Linked DNA regions of Mus musculus: region 2 is linked to region 1. A link is a contact called in public HiChIP or PLAC-seq data. All regions are on one chromosome and are shown on one strand. Each heading gives the region's core, a stretch centred on a gene start, on an enhancer-like site or on the middle of the called end of the contact. The rest is flanking DNA. Distances are from core to core; before and after follow the strand shown. Region 1 overlaps Synpo2 (synaptopodin 2). Region 2 overlaps Sec24d (Sec24 related gene family, member D (S. cerevisiae)).

Region 1 (2,535 bases), core at 21-2,520:
CTGTAACATTGTAAGGCTCTAATATGATGGGTATATAAGGTAAGAAGGTCAGCTACAAGCCAGTTTCTGAAACTCCTTTTTATCTATCTGTATTTGTTTAGGATTTACCATAATAGTTATATATGAATGTAAATATGTAACACAGACATTGCCTCACAGTATCTTGAGATAATTAGGTGTAAGACCCTAGTGTGTAAGTGTATTCTAATAAATAGTTTAATCTCCATCAGCAGACACTTAATTTAAAAGAAACAAAGAAAAGAGGGTTAAAATGCATATTTTATATCTGTGTGGGTCTGGCTTGCTATGAAGTGTCTCATTTTTTTTCTCAAGAAACGGTGTAAGCAGCATCTGCCACTGGAGCTGGTGTGGGGTTTCAAGGATTAAAGTAGCAGCCTAATAAGGTCTTGGCCATCTGTTTGTTTCTTGCTTGAAGGGTTTCTTGTTTTGTTTTGATTTGGTTTAGTTTAGTGGGGCCTATTTAAAATGTACTTCTTCCCACACAAAATTTAATGCATGTTGGCAAGCTTTCTCAAAGATCAATGCTTTTGACTTTAGTGGAAGGCCTCTTATTTCCTAAGTGTGATCACAGATAATGGTTCCTAATATTTTTTTAAGTTTGCCTCTGACTAATTAGTGCACAAATCCCTTCAGGAGATAAGTAGTCCTGTCCAAACAAACCCCTGGCCGTAAAATACCAACACTTCTCAAAGGTTAGCACATCAGCCATTACTGTCCAATTTATCGTACCTACTTGCCTTCTTAGGGAATGGCAGCCAACCAGGCAAGAACATCCAGGCTTGTTTGCAAGCGCACTCCAGGTTGCCTAGCCAACCTGCTGTCATGGGAGCACACCGGCCTCTACAGATCCTGGACGCTTGGCAAGACAAGCCTCCTCCTCTTCTTCCCTGGATAAGCTCAAGGTTACCATAGCACATTAGAAGGGTGGAGATAGTGGACCTTCATATTTCTAGGTCAGTGCAGTTGGAAGAACACCTAAAAGCCCCCACCCCAAGTCAATAGCAAAGCTAAAGCTAAAAAGAATTCGATCTATATAGTAAGTCGTCATCATCACGTTCATCTGTCGGACATGAACACCTTCCTTTCCCAAATATATGCACGGTTGAACCTTTTCAATACAGATAAAACCATATCCTTAGAAAACATAAGCTCTAGAGCATCACTAAAAGTAGCCCTAATACACTGTGTCCATCACTCTGAATAGCTTGGTGTTGAGCAAGCTCTATTAAGGAACACACAAGGGTAGCAGGAACTTCATCTTGTTTCTCTGCCCAACACTTTCTGACATCCAGAGGAGGTGGTGCATGCTGTACCAACAACAGTATGCTATCAATCAGACTGAGGGGATTAATTTCCTGAGAAAAGGAAAGTTCCAGAAAGAGACTAGAGGGAAGACAGTCTTGGCTCCCCCCTGGTGCCCCTCAGAAATCCAAATAAGACAAATCAGGAGCTAAAGGGGTAACCTGATGATGTTTCAGGGTTGAGATTGTAAAGTAAGCTCCACAGTGGGCAGAGGCATGGTGGCTGCCTGCGGATAAATGTTCCGGACGAGCGGAGCTGTCCATGTACTGTAAGGTATTGGCAGTCTCCTGCCTCTGCTAAGGCAAAGACTCCTGGACTGTGTAAATCATAATTTATAGCTTTTATATTTTATGACAGCCTCTCAGGGAGCCTGTGTTTTATTGTATCATTTGATGATGCACCTCTTTTAAACTTTGCTTTAACTGCTAGAAAATCTGAAGAGCCAACTACTCATAGCTTAGCTCCCACATGCTTCTCTCCTTTGCTCACTGCAAGCTCTCTGTGTTCTGTGACTGCAGCAGTTTTTTTTTTCGGTAAACCCAGACACTGACCAAACATGAAAGGTCATTTCTTCCTGTTGTGGTTGGCATAGGAATGGCCCTCTCAGGTTTGTAGATTTGAATGCTTGGTCATTAGGGAGTGGTCCTATTAGGAGGTATGTCCTTGTTGAGGTAGATATGACTTTGTTGGAGGAAGTGTATCACCCACTCACAATGCTCACACCACCCACCTTACCTCCAACTGTCCCTCCCCTTCTTATCACCATATCCCAGGTCCCAACTCTGGTAGAGGTCCCCTGCCAGACCACAAGCCATAGTGGCCTCTAGAAGGCCAGATAGGCCACCCACCAGCAGACATCCCTCAATCTCTGGGTGCCTGCACATCCTATCCCCAGTCTCCCTCTCCCCTCTTTGTTGCTGTGTTCCAGCCCTTCAACTCCATAAACATCCCCTGCTCAACCAGAGACCACAAGAACTCTAGGTAGGCTGCTGCCCAGGGAACCCCCCTCATCCTCCTGGGTCCCTCTCCAGCTCACCTCCCATGTTAGTTAGTCAGCTTTCCGAGACTGTGACTGAAATAGCAACTTTTAAAGAAAAATGTTTATTGTGATCCATAGTTTTAAAGAATCCAGTGAAGGTAAGCAAAGCACATTGAATTTCGTGACCCAGCAAATTATCCACCAGAAAGCAAGAAGGACAGAAAGGAAGTGGC
Region 2 (2,535 bases), core at 11-2,510, 130 kb after region 1:
ACAGAATTCGTTTTCTGTTGGCCTGCTGTTCCTGGGCACGGAGCCTGCCCTGAAACGTGGTTGATAGAATTAGAGACACTCCACTGGAGAAAACGATTTTTTTCTTTCTTTACTCGCAGATACCAGTTATAGACCGCTTCTTAGGGGTGGGGTCTCGTGTCCACTTCCCCTTCTCAGAGCTGAGATTGTGTCTGGTTTGAACCTGCGCAGGTCTTGTGTGCTGCCACGGGCTCTGTGAACTCAGAGGTGCATCCATCCTGTTGTGTCTGAAAAACAAAACAAAACAACAATAATAACAATAGCAACAACAAAAAGCTGTTTTCCTGGCCATCATCCATCACCTTTGGCTCTCACAATCTTCCCACCTCCTCTTCCACAGAGATGCGTGAGCCTAGAAGGAGGGGTTGATGGAGATCTCATATCTGTGTGGGGGTGGCTGAGTGCCCCCGCGTCTCCTTAGTCTTTGCACAGTGTCCAGTTGTAGGTCTCTGTGTTAACAGTTCCCATCTACTGCACGAAGAGGCTTCTCTGATGAGGGCTGAGCAGTGTTCTGATGTGTGGGTAAAGCAGTGTGTTATCAGGAGTCATTTTGTTGCTGTGTCCCTTTATAACAAGCAGTAGGTTTTCCTGTAGGCCCATGACCTATCTAGTGTCAGGTTCCTGGCCACCTTAGCAGTATCAGGTATGGGTTCTATCTCCTGGATTAGGCCTAACATTCAAGCAAAAAGTGCTCAGTGATGTGCATAAAGTTTCTGCTACTATTGTGCTAGTAGGCTGATTGCTATTGTAGGTCCTAGGGTTGGTAGCTAGGCAACATTAACGATTACTTTTCTCCCCAACTAGCATGCAGAGAGTAACTATGAATTCTAGGAGTGAAACTTCTACTTAGCACCAGTGCGATTTCTACATATTTGATATTAGTTTCTTTAGCAATAGGGTCTAACCATCAGTCGGTGGAGAGTAGCCAGTAGACCTGGCAATAGCCTGCAATGTTTGCACAGTCTATAGGACCCTGTTGGCCAACTCTGAGCGGTAATTTTACGTACACAAAAAGGATACATTTTGTTCAATGAAGACATTTTAATAAAAATAGTATCAATAGACTATTCCACACCCTTGATAGCCCTAAAACAGGAGAGACAAGTTCATCCTAGTCCTTGACCTTCCGTGACCCTGTCACTTACATGCTGATAAACTCATGCGACATGGCAGCAGAACTAATAATAGAAAAGGTGGGGGGGAGAGTGAGCAGGAGTGGAATAGAGGCCAAAGGTAAAAGCGTTCTTAGAAGACACTGCTGGGGAAGGTGTGGTGCAAAGCCCTGGCTAAGGAAAGCAAGCAGCTTAGCTGGCTCTGGAGAAGGAGGAATTTCATACACACACACACACACACACACGTGCACACATGCACACATGCACACACACACATTTCTGCACACACTAAAATTAAACATAGAAGAAAAGGCAGCTTAACTCTTTCCGAGCTTATGCATACTACCATGGAGCCAACAAATGGACACACGGAGGGAGAATAAATCTTGATGGTTTTCAACACAACCTGAGAGATTAAACAAGACTGTGCCATTTAAAAACCCTCCTCTGTCGCCCCCCAAATAAAACATAAACAGTTAAAAAGCTTTTAACATTCTTTGCTGCCACCCCGGTTGTCTGAAGACCTTCCCGATATCACCGTCTGCTTTCCGAAAGACGGAGCACAGGGAAGCCTAAGTGTTCTTAATTGCGAGATAAAGTTCTGACTTGACTTGCTAGGCATCCATGCTTCGTTCTGTGAGTTCAGATCTGCCAGGACTGGAATGTTTACATGGTAATCGGTGATAGTTCCCAGACATTTTAGGCAAGGTCTGCCTTTGGGCAAATCGTAATACCGAAAGGAAAGGCAAATTATATTCTGTTCCCACTGGCTTGTCTAGCAAATAATTGTGTCGTATTTGTTTCTGAAGTATTTCTGAGAATGTATTGTAGTCTTTGAAGTCTTTGGAGACAAACGGATGAAAAAGTAGAATCTGGCCACAGCAAAGGCAAACTTCAGAACTCCTCCTTATTAGGGCTTCAGAAGGTGTCCTCTGGTCCCGGAGGTAAAGAGCAGAAGCAGTAACCCGGGCAGGGCCATTGGCTGCTGTCTTCCATACTCTTCCCGTCTCTCTAGTCACTTTGTTCTCTGTCTTTTTGTTTGGTGCCTGCATCTTCCCGCCCCCTCTGGTTCCTGGATCATTTTTTATTGCTACTGGCTAAGAAGAGCAAACTCCGGCCAGCTTATGTCTTTCAGATGAAAGGTTTATGTACAAACATTATTGTGTACATCCATGTGTAGGTTTGAAGCAAATTCCTAGATGCTTAGAAATGCCTCTCGGTTTTTAACAACTAGTTCATAACTGTATTCTGGTGTCCTGGAAGATAGGAGATTTCCTCTCCTCTAGATCATTTTTTTTTTTATGAGAACATTTTGCAGTAACTGAGAAGTTTGTCTTCAGAAACCCCAGTACAGTTCATACTGTCCAGCTCTAACTGCCTCCCC

What was found. HiChIP or PLAC-seq counts read pairs in DNA pulled down with a chosen protein or histone mark.
Region 2: a contact with region 1 is called in an H3K27ac HiChIP or PLAC-seq map of heart atrium, with 7 read pairs. The contact joins two enhancer-like sites. A contact is called at or near these places in 49 of 484 Hi-C or Micro-C datasets (8-cell embryo, the AML12 cell line, B cells and 33 more), 22 of 115 datasets of contacts at active chromatin or transcription factors (CD4 single positive thymocytes, CD8 T cells, bone marrow-derived macrophages and 13 more) and 4 of 9 other capture datasets (adipose tissue, embryonic stem cells, liver and 1 more).

What each region holds. Positions count from the first base shown.
Region 1 is chr3:123,189,676-123,192,210 of GRCm38.p6, forward strand. The region is part of intron 1 of Synpo2 (synaptopodin 2); the gene reads right to left. Among named protein-coding and RNA genes, the nearest start is that of Synpo2, 45 kb to the right of the region's middle. Within about 2 kb of position 1,271, at least 10 of the 459 cell types and tissues checked have an H3K27ac peak or open chromatin away from gene starts, as enhancers often do. A contact at or near this core is called in heart atrium and uterus, where this site is marked.
Region 2 is chr3:123,323,266-123,325,800 of GRCm38.p6, forward strand. All of the region lies in intron 8 of Sec24d (Sec24 related gene family, member D (S. cerevisiae)), which reads left to right. Among named protein-coding and RNA genes, the nearest start is that of Sec24d, 57 kb to the left of the region's middle. Within about 2 kb of position 1,261, at least 15 of the 459 cell types and tissues checked have an H3K27ac peak or open chromatin away from gene starts, as enhancers often do. A contact at or near this core is called in heart atrium and uterus, where this site is marked.